Linked DNA regions of Mus musculus: region 2 is linked to region 1. A link is a contact called in public HiChIP or PLAC-seq data. All regions are on one chromosome and are shown on one strand. Each heading gives the region's core, a stretch centred on a gene start, on an enhancer-like site or on the middle of the called end of the contact. The rest is flanking DNA. Distances are from core to core; before and after follow the strand shown.

What was found. HiChIP or PLAC-seq counts read pairs in DNA pulled down with a chosen protein or histone mark.
Region 2: an H3K27ac HiChIP or PLAC-seq map of embryonic stem cells shows a contact between it and region 1, with 9 read pairs. The contact joins two enhancer-like sites. A contact is called at or near these places in 2 of 15 datasets of contacts at CTCF or cohesin (both in the NIH/3T3 cell line), 6 of 484 Hi-C or Micro-C datasets (B cells, DN2 thymocytes, bone marrow-derived macrophages and 2 more), 3 of 115 datasets of contacts at active chromatin or transcription factors (embryonic stem cells and microglia) and 2 of 9 other capture datasets (adipose tissue and bone marrow-derived macrophages).

The regions. Positions count from the first base shown.
Region 1 is chr12:40,255,099-40,260,669 of GRCm38.p6, reverse strand. No RefSeq gene overlaps it. Among named protein-coding and RNA genes, the nearest start is that of Gm40403, 9.7 kb to the right of the region's middle. Within about 2 kb of position 2,394, at least 9 of the 459 cell types and tissues checked have an H3K27ac peak or open chromatin away from gene starts, as enhancers often do. A contact at or near this core is called in embryonic stem cells, where this site is marked.
Region 2 is chr12:40,702,373-40,708,053 of GRCm38.p6, reverse strand. It overlaps Dock4 (dedicator of cytokinesis 4), which reads right to left. Exons shown (of 53, transcript NM_172803.2): 14 at 5,069-5,193; 15 at 3,561-3,723. Among named protein-coding and RNA genes, the nearest start is that of Dock4, 260 kb to the right of the region's middle. Within about 2 kb of position 3,578, at least 5 of the 459 cell types and tissues checked have an H3K27ac peak or open chromatin away from gene starts, as enhancers often do. A contact at or near this core is called in embryonic stem cells, where this site is marked.

The sequences.
Region 1 (5,571 bases), core at 1,145-3,644:
GCCTCTTTCAGACTCAGCACACACCACACATCCCACCCTTGACAACTTGTTTCTTTCTCAGGACTCCAAATCTGTCTTCTTTTTCAGATGTCGTGTTATTTGGGGGCCATGTGCTTCTAAGGGTGCTGCCCCTAGAAAGAAACTTGAGAACAACGTGACGCAGCTGGGAAAGGAGCTAGGGTTAATGAGGCAGACTATCCTACCTGAGTCGCTTCTGGAGAGGACCTAGATTATACACGATACTCGACCATTTTAGGATGATTAGGATGTCCAAGCTGTCATTCTAATCTTTCTAGCTTTGAAGTTTCAGGGAGACCTTGATAGCACCCTGCTATAACCCTATGATTTTAATTTAAAAGCTTGTCTGTCTCACCCAAACTCCTACTCAAGAATGAAAACGTTCCCAGGCTAGAGATCAACTTTGTGATAGCCAACAGACTTATTTACATAGGCTATGTATATTCAAAGTTATGTAGCTGCTTGTGAAATGAGCTGCTTCGACTATGTCATATTTGATGTCCTTTGCTTGCCCTATGGCCACCCTTAGCATATAACATCTGTTTCTAGTCTCTTTCTGCTATTACTGCAAATACCACTTCTGCTCAAGCCTGAGCTTGTATTACCAGACAAGCAGCAGAGAGGGAAGTTGAGATGATTTATACAGATTGTCAGCTTGATACACACTAGAATCACCTTGGAAACAAATATCTGGGCCTAGTAATTCAGGTAGAGAAAACTGCTCTAAATGCGGATGACACCATTCTAGAGTCTGGGGTCCCAGACTGTATGAAAGGGAGAAAGTTAGCTTGAGTTCCAGAGATCATCTCTTTCTGCTTCCCAAGTTTGGGTGCAATTTGATGATCTGCTTCCAGCTTCTGTCTCTGTCTTATCCTGGCAATGATGGCTTGTATGCATCTCCAACTGTGAGCTACAATAAGTCCTTCCTCTGTTAAGTTTCTGGTCAGATATTTTGTCTCAGCCATGAGGGGAAGGAACATCCAGCAAACTGATTAACAAGAAGTAGGACCATTGCTCCAATCAACCTGACCAAATGGTTATTAGAAGTTTGGATCTTGTGTTTGGAGGGACTATGGAAGAGTTTGGAATTTGGGGCTAGAAAAACCCTCTAATACTACATTCTGAACTAATGAACCATTCCCACGGGAACCTGGAAGCTAAAAAAAAAGCTGAAAGAAATGCAGACAATGGAGATCTGACACAACAAGGACTCACGGTGTTTATACTGCTTTCCCAGAAATGGGGAAAGGGCCGATGAATCTTCAGAAAGCCAGTGGAGCTGGCTAAATGACCCTCTCTGCTCCAACCTCTACTAGGAAAGGAACTTAAGAAAAATCAACCTGCTTTGTGCTCTTTTTTATTCTTTCTTTCTTCAGTCCCCCCTTACCACATAATATCTGTTCAGCTTCTTTGAAACATTATAGTTTATAGACTAAGAAAGCACCCAGAGTCACAGGTACTCTGGGGACATGTGTCGAACTGTCTTACTTAGTCACTTAGCATTGCTCTCCTGACATCTGCCACCTAGAACATTGCTTTTTTTTTTTTTTTTAAGTCTTCTTTGATTAATCTGTTTGATAATGTTTCTTCATTGAGTTATACTCACGGTGTACTCTCTTTGTGTGTGTGCATACATATGTTCACTTGTGTGTGTCTAGACCATAAGTTAACCTCGAGTATCTTCCTGGATTGCTCGCCACCATACTTGTTGATGCATGGTCTCTTGGTCAATCTGGAACTCACTAATTTGGCTAGACTTGGCTGGCCAGGAAATGCCAGGGTTCTTCCTGCCTCTTTTCCCCAGTACTGGGATTACAAGCCACCTCCAGCTTTTTACGTAGGTGTTTGGGGATTCAAATGGAGATCTTTCCCAACTGAGCCACACCCTAGGCCTCTAACATTCTTGTACTTTTCTGCATATGTGCTAAACTCCAATAAAGAAGCTTACTTAAACCTCTTCAAATCAATCTTGAGTGGACAAAACCACTTAAAGTGGAACAAGTACCAGCAATAGGCGGCTTTACTATAGCTCCTAAGTTGAGGAGCACACACACATGAGGGGGCTTCTTTATGCCACCCAGGATGGAGCTTAGAGAACAGAAGGTGACTGGTCCTGCATGTGCTGGAGGGCTGAAGCGGAACAGGCCCTTCTTAAGGGCTCCCAGCTGCATAGAAAGGACATTCGTTGGCTGTGCACCCTGAGATTTGACAGTGTACCTCATTTATTTCTGTTTTTTTAATTTAGATTTAACATGTTTTGCGAGTTAGAGACGGATCTGGAATCTTTTGGAAATCAAGAGAACATGATGGAGTACCGAGCTCTGATGTCCAGTGAGAGCTCTTGCATTTCCTGAATCCTTAAATACCGTTGAGGGCAGTAACACGTGCCTCAGACTCTTTGGATCTTTCTGTTCACTAAATGCTCCCTCTCAGAATGTGTCTAAGCTCAATAGAAATCGAAACCTTCCCACTTGAATTTTTTTTTCTAAGTTTCCTACTGGTGCCTTAGGAATTGATTTAGAAACCCTAAAGCCGCTGTCCCCATAAGTCTAGGCACAGATAGGTTATCTATGCCTTGGTTGAAAAACCTCTGCCTAACCTGGGGAAACCTTTTTTTTTTTCTTATTGTTATTTATGATGGAGAAGACTTGAGGAAAGGTCACCTTCAGATGCCTTTCTTCACATCTAACATGAGGCATAACAGCTGCGTTCTGTGAAATAAGCAACTTCTCCAAACAACCGCTCTTACTCGTCATTAAAAATTTCACAGGGAGGTGAAAACCAACAACAAAAAACAAAACAAAAAAACCCAAAACCTCTCCTTTATAGTTAAAAATGGGTTACCCGAATCTGCAGACCATCCATTTTGGCATATGGTACTATTATGTAATCCAAAGGTAGGAAGGCTCAGCCCAGTGATTTACAGAGGAGATTGTAAGAATTTCCTCACAGGCTGAAGCTTTTTTGATGAGTTAAAAAAAAAAAAAAGAATTTTGCTCACAGCGGCAAGCCTGTCACCTAATCCTGAATGCATTGTTTTAAAAGTTATTTTTTTAAAGCCCAGTTACTTCATGCACAATAGTTTTGACGTTTTATCGGCATGCAATTAAAGATCCTTTGTCTAAAGTTCTACTCTAAATTCTTGAGCAGATAGGAGCTCAGCTTTTCAAAACTGAAATCCTTTGACAACCACCGCAGCCCACACGGGAGGAGCCAGCAGTGTTGTGCTGCCCTCTGTTGGGCTATTGCAGAAACGCGTGCGTGCAGAGTTGGCCTAGGGCTGTCTCCAGGAATAATCTGGTAGTCTGTTAAAATAGAGTTCTTTTCACAGAAAAGCCCGAGAAGCACAACAAACTAAGCAATGAGGGAGAAATGTAGAGATTAAATTTGTGGAGACTCATTTGGTGGATGCCATAGACTAAATAAATGTCTGCTCAAAACTTGCTCTTTTTATGAGTGATCGTTTGGAAGACAAGACGGGCTGACAATAAAGACTTTCCTTCATTTTCTTGACAGCAGTGTGAGGACTGATCAAAGCAAAAAGAAAGAGTCTTTGAGGCCAGCCTGTTCTACAGAGTGAGCTCCAGGACAGCCAGGGCTACACAGAGAAACCCTGTCTTGAAAAAAACAAAACAAAACAAAACAAAAAAAGAGGAGGAGGAGGAGGAAGAGGAGGAGGAGGAAGAAGAAGAAGAAGAAGAAGAAGAAGAAGAAGAAGAAGAAGAAGAAGAAGAAGAAGAAGAAGAAGAAGAAGAAAGAGAAGAAGAAGAAGACACAAAAGTCTGACACTCATGCTATTACAGTATGTTTACAGACAAGAGCCTGGCATGGCTGTCCTCTGAGAGGCCGTACCAGCAGCTGACTGAGACAGAAGCAGATACTTACAGTCAAGTGCCCTCAATTCTGCCAGGCATGACTGTTGTGCGAAGGGCAGTTCTGGAAAGGCCTGGTTCTAAATATCTTGTTCCTTCAAGTGGAAGTCTCTGTGACTGAACATTTATTTCATGTCAGCTACTGCAGACAGTCTAAAATTTGGTGGCAGGTAATGGCCTCTCCACATTGAAGAAGTATCCTGTCTACTGAAGAAGCCCCAAGGAATACAGTTATATACAAGCAATATGCATTACAGCTTGAAGCAGGTTGAAGCATGCACAAACCCATCCACATGAAATAAATGAAAGGATATTAATTTCCTTGTGCTTTCAAATCAGAAATTCCTACTGGAAAGGCCTATTAGAGTCATATAGGAGTCCTTTCCTCAATTACCTGGTTTGTTGTTTGTTTTGTTTTGTTTTTGCAGAAAAACTAGCATCTTATTCTCACTTTTATAAGCTCATGTGTTAACTGAGATGGGGAATGTTAAGGTGGGGACAACACAAAAGCCATTATTGACTCTATGAATAGGAAGGAACCTTGGGGATCCCCTAGTGGCAAACTGTTATTTAACACTTGAAAATGTGGACTGGAGGTGTAGCTCAGCACTTCAGTACATGCCTAGCACACACAAGGCTCTAGGTACACACCTAACACAATACACAGAACAAAATAAAAACAAACAGAGGCAGAAGACTTCATCCAGATCATGACTGTGGTAGAGCCAGAATCCCAGGCCTTTTGCCCAGCTGACTTTCCCCCCTGTTGCTACTTCAAATTTACTACAATATTAACCCCTTTCCAGCGGCTCCAGGTATCACACCCAGGTCTGTTACCCAAACCCTAGCTCATTTTCAACACGTGGAGGACCTGTGCCACAACCCCTCCAGTGGGGCCACGTCAGAACAACAAGTAAACTTCTGATAAGCGTTAGGGAGAGCAGACACTTGGCCACTGACATCACAGGTTCCCTAAGGTCTAATCCTATGTTTGTCCTCTGCCTACTGGAGGACCTTTCCTCTGTCCTTCACCTACCCATGGTCTGTGTTTATTTTCAATGGTAGTCTCCTCGGTGAATGTCATTGCATGCTTCCCATGCTTTAAGGAAACTTAGTTTTGAAATCTATATAATAAATCGCTGCCATTGCCCCTTAATGTTTGTTAAGGTTTTAGGGACAATGTTTCTATAGGATCTTCAAATAAATCTGTTCCTAAAAAATATCAACTTGCACTACTTAGAAATAGGCCCATGCTTTTGTCAAGCATCTAAGGATCTGTAGTGAAATATGTGGGGCTGCAGAGATGGCTCAGTGGGTAAGAGCACTGACTGCTCTTCTGAAGGTCCTGAGTTCAAATCCCAGCAACCACATGGTGGCTCACAACCACCCGTAATGAGATCTGACACCCTCTTCTGGTGTGTCTGAAGCCAGCTACGGTGTACTTACACATAATAAATAAATAAATAAATCTTTTTAAAAAATATGTGCACCATTTAGAAAAGGTCTTTTTTTTTATAAGTAAAAATGATCTGTTGCAATGCTAATGGGGATTCATTTCTGATTCCAACATATAGTTTCTAAATACATTTTCCTCCCAGAGGTCCATGTTCATAATGGTTATATAACTTGTTTTCCCAGAGACACCTCCACAGCGCCGTTGCAAACGTGGTTAAGTCCACAG
Region 2 (5,681 bases), core at 2,329-4,828, 450 kb before region 1:
ACCCAGTATACTTTATGGTGAGTCGTAAAGTCATGCAATGTTATTCCTCCAACTTTGTTTATCTTCCATTTTATATTGACTATGCTGGATCTTTGGCTTTTTCATATCAACTTCAGAATCTGTTTTATTTTACTCATTAAGAAATGTGCTGAGATTTTTTTTTTTTTAACTAGGATCACATTGGACCTACAGATTTAGTTAGGACATCTTGACAATACTGAGTTGTTCCACCCACAGGCATGATTCCATTGCAGAAGTTCTTAAATGGTTTATCTCTATTTGTTGTTTTCCTTTTCTTCTCTCCTTCTCATGCTTAAACTCAAATTCATCACTACAAATCCACCCACAGTGCTCATCAGGTCCAGTGATTTCTAGGATCTGAAATCGAATATTAATTTCTCTGTCTTCATCTTACATATCTCTAGCAGCTGAATTGAGAGTGTTTCAATTCTCTCACTGAAACACTGATCTTTCTTTAGCCTCTTGGATTCCTTGATTGCCCTTCAACCTTCTGGTGTGTCCTTCTTAATGTCCTTGGGCAGCTCTTCATTCCCCAGCTGTAAATGTGCCCTAGAGCTCCATTCTTGGACTTTTCTCTGCTATCAAACTTACTACTCAGGCATTTCACCCAGTCTTTTGACTTTAAAATTATCAAAATGGATGTTGTGCTGGAGATAGAATACGCTGGATCACACCAGCTGGAAACAGACATCTTTGCCTAAGCCAACATTCCATAAAGTCATATGAGTGCTTAAAAGTTGGAACAATAATAGCATGAGAATCATCAAATGTTACAGATCAGAGCTAGTCCTGCTCCTGGTACTGCTTATTAAATATTTACAGCAGAACAATAACCCATATGTAAGTTTTCAACTCAGACTTAGGGATGTGTAGTGGATGTCAAATCTCTAACATGAAAAGTTTGGTGTCTACCACCCACCCTGCAACAGATGGTCCCTGTTGTCTTCCTACTTGATTAAATGGACATTTCATTCTCAGGATCAAATACTGGGTCATCCTTGGTGTTTTCCTTTCTTCTACATCTAATCCATGAGTGATCTATAGAAACAGATCAAATTGCTACCATCTTACTCTCTAATTTATTTCAAGAACTGCAAAGACCTCCCACCCCCACCCCACCCAGGGCCAAGCAGTCTTCCTATTTCCAACTGGCCTATCTGTGGTCTATTATCTATACAGCAGCCAGAGCTGCCCTCAAAATCAGCTCTCCTCCTCAAACAAAATTCACAGGCCTTACCAGAACACAAAAGCCAATATAAGGCCTTGTTCCCTTGTTACAGCTCCAGTCTCTAAGTATTCCTTGAAAATACAAAGCATTTCTCAACCTCATGCCCTCTTTATTTACTGTTCTTGCCTGGGATTTTCTTCCCTGGGATATCTCATGGCTCAGTTCTTTTAGTTTCTTCTTGTCACATCTCCTCATTAGAGCTCTTGTTCCCGACTATCCCATATAAAGCAGCAGCGTAGCATCACCACTTTCTAGTCCTCCCCATCTTCTTGGGTATACGCACCATTTGGTACACAGCAGCCCACCCTAGTATGCAGGGTGCATGTTCTAAGACTCCTCGTGGCTGCCTGAACTACACACAGTATTAAACTTATAAACCGATCAGATTTCCCTATCCATATAGACCCCTGGTAATCTTCATAAATTAGGATGGTAAGATACTAAGAACAGAGATATTATCAACTTCCATATGAGATTTTCTTTTCCTTACTAAGTTTAGAATTTCCATCTTTCTTTTCACATAGAAGTAACTTATTGCTTGCTTTTGACATATTGAGACACTAGTATCACTATTCTTCCATTTGGGGACCAGCGGTAAGTACAATAAAGCTCAAAGGAACACAAGCACTGTGGTATCTCAGTAGCTGCAGGGATATTGCAGACAGCTTAGCATAAGGCAGGTACGGTACACAGCACAGATATATGGGCAAAGAAACAATTCATATCTCAAGTTGGACAAAGTGTTGTCTGAGCAAGATTTCTCTGAGCTACTGAAATGGGGTGTAACTTAAAATGGTGGAATGGTTTATTCTGGAATTTTCTACTTAGTATTTGATCAGAAGTAACTGACAGCACAGGAAACAAGCCTTCAGATAAGGGGCGACCACAGTTTCTTATGCATTTATTGTTCATCGATCTGCTCTCCCTCTCTCAGTAAATACCCTGTAAGAGGAGGAACCTTGCTCTGGGATGTGCTTCTAGCACCCAGTAAAGTGGGTGGCACCCAGTAGGTGTTCAATTTTATGACTAAATCAGTCATGTTATACTGATGAACAAGTACTATCACTTACACAGGACTATTTGAAGCTCCATGTAATAAAAATGATTACACTGGGCATTTACATTTGGTGGGACTGTGGGGATTTTTTTTTCTTTTTCCTGTGGCTAGTTCTTCTGAATTAAAATAACAACAGCAAAAACTGAACAAAACTGTGAACGATGTTTTAGGTACAAGGCTGGGAGTGCAGAAACCAAACAGATTTTATCTGCACTTTTTGTTTTGATTTGGTTTTTTGAGATTGGGTTTCTCTGTAGATCTCTGGCCATCATAGGACTAGCTCCGTAGGTCAGGCTGGCCCACTCATAGAGATCTGCCAACCTCTGCCACCTGAGTGCTGGTATTAAAGGCATTCAGCACCACCCCCTAGCTCTTCTGCATTGTTAAACCCCCTCATAAATCCAATTTACTGAGACGATTTGGCCAATTCTGAAAAAAAAAACATGCCATATCTCTGATGACAGGCACAGTCCCTCCACCTGATGTTCCGAGGAAGTGCATACTGCACCTCTAACAATGTGGTCCTTCTGTGTCGCTTGCTTGATATTCATTCTTCTCCCAGAGCAAGATTCTCTAGAACCTTGCCAATCACTCCTCAGGTAAGTGCTGACACGTCAGAGGCACAGACGTGTCAGAAAACCCCTAGTCTAGAGCTGGGGGAGGCAGAAAACCAGTTTGAAATGATAGAAAGGGAGCAAACAGATTGAAATAAGACTGAAGATATGACTAGTAATGTCCACAAGGACAAAGCTTGTTCTTGTCTTGAGCTGCTTAAATCTGCGAAATGAGATAATTACTTTATCTCGTATCAGCATCATCTAGAACTGCACAATGATGCAGGCATTACAGAAGTCAGCACAAACTTAAGCTTCACCGATGCTTTCCCGGTAGCTTCACATGCCCAGAAAATTCCAAGGGGGCTTCCCAGAGCTGAGTCAGCTCTGGGTAATACCAGGTCGGGATTGCCGAAGCCCACCAGAAAGTATAGTTTTTCTAAAGCTGTGTCTCCCGCTCCTGTTCAAATATTCTAGGTTGGAAGCGATGAGCCGCCAAATTACAGTGACTCCCTGGACTTCCTGTGTTTTCTTTCATGTCTTTGCTTTCAAAGCTTCTCTAGGAGTCAGGCCCCTCACTTCAGGGCCCCCCACTGCTTGCCTTCTTTCCTCCTTTGTCACCTTTTCTATAGATCTGCCCACAGTAAGTACAGGACTCACCCCAAGCCCACAGAGCCTCGGGGTCCACCCCCATACTTACTGGAACAATGCCGGAACTCAAAGCGGATGTGGGAGCCCCGGAATTTGTCCACAGGAATAGGAAGTTTCAGCAGCTCTGACCACCTGGGACTGTTGTTATGATAGAGCACAAAGGAGTGGTACTCACTAGCCGGTGGCTCTCCAGAGCCAAAGGAGATAAAATCCTAATGAAGAAACATGTGAGTTAAAGGCAGGTTCATTTAGACTCTTCCACAAACATCTTTCCAAGAGACATTACCTATCTTTTCTCTTCTTTTTCTGCCTTTGCTCTACCTAGTGAGGAGGAGACCAGTTCTGTTCTGAACCTGGTTCTCCATGGCTTGTTATTCTAAGTCTGGGATGTGATGTAAGAATTCAACTCCTGAAAACCACATTCCCAGCCCACTCAGGAGGCTCTTCCATGATCCGGAGGTGACTGTGATGGCCCAGTGCAACCTTTGGGACAGTGGTTCTCAACACGTGGGTGGCAGGACCTCCTCACAGGAGTTGCTTTAAGACCATCACAAAACACAGATATTTTACATTATGATGTAGCAATGAAAATAATTTTATGGTTGGGAGTCACCACAATATGAGGGATTGTATTAAAGGGTCACAGCATTAGGAAGGTTGAGAACCAGTGCTTTAGAAGAACAGGCAAACACACTGTGAAACTAGCTATGTTCAGAGAAAACACTTCTTCCAGAAGAGGTTCTGTTATTGTTTCCCCAAGTGTCAAGTAGTACCAGACTCTACTTTGGCTTAAAAAAAAAAAATTAAAAAAAACTAAACATGGTAGGCCTTTTGTAGTAGTTGTTGTTTGTTTGTTTTTCGAGACAGGGTTTCTGTGTGCCGCCTTGGCTGTCGGAATTCACTCTGTAGATCAGGCTGACCTCCTACTCAGAGCTGCTTATCTCTGCTTCCCAAGTGCTGGGATTAAAGGCCTGAGCCAGCAAGCTAAATAGGTTTGTTTGTTTGTTTCTTTTATTCTGCTTGGCTTTGTTGTTGTTGTTGTTTTTCCCCAATTGCCAGAACAAAAAAAAAAGTAAGAAAAAAATTAAATGATACTAAAATACTGTATTTAAGGAATGACTATTATAATAAAATTATTGGTATACATAGTCAGGAAAGTGAAAACACCGTTTCCATTTATATATATAGCATGTTCCATGTGTATATACATATATATATATATATATATATATATATATATATATATATATAGTATGTATACACATATACATATATATAGTATGTGAGTGTTCTGTTTAAATGTATGACTGTATGAGAGGAGAGCATCAGATGGTTGTGAGCCACCATGTGGGTGCTGGGAATTGAACTCAGGACCTCTGAGTGCTTTTAACCACTGAGCCATCTCTCTGGCCCCTTAATGAACTTTAAAAAATGAAAATAAAAAGCCTACATAGAGTTAGAAAAAAAAACACTGGCAACTGAGAAATTAAATGATCACAGGTAGAGATGAAGCCAAGCAAGGGTTGTCAGACCAACGGCCGTCCAGAATGAACATACCTTTAAGGGCTGACCATTACTGTCTACAATGAACATTGTAACTTCCACATTTCTGGCCACACTCTTGCCTCCTTTCTCAAATTCCCCCCTTTCTACGGTGATATATAAATCATTCCTCATTTCACCTGTTGAAAAATGAAAGCAAGAGCATGTTACATATATTAGGACATGTAATATTCTACCAAGAGAAACGTTAGTTTGTAAAAACACGTGGTTATTGTTACATTACACATATAAAAGTCTCAAGGCATTTACACTTTTATAAAACAGTCTCTACCCTCGCTGCTTATCAACACTGGAGGAGGATACAGGCTGGGCTCTGGAACTCTGGTGCTGCAGTGCAGCAAACGGGCATTCAGGAGACAAATGAGGTGGCTGAGGACGAGGCAGCTGTCTCACATTTTCCCAATATTTCCTTCATTTCATTTATGAGGTGTGACTAAAAGTGACAGCCTAGCGGTGATAGCTCTCAGGAGCCTGTATTATTATTTTATAGTCATGTGGCTCCTTAGAGGAAAGAAAGACCTAAACAGAATGCAATGGCAGGACCTGCAAAGATAATTACAGCAGAAACCTTTTCCAAGACTCATGGACAAGAATGACCTCACTGCTG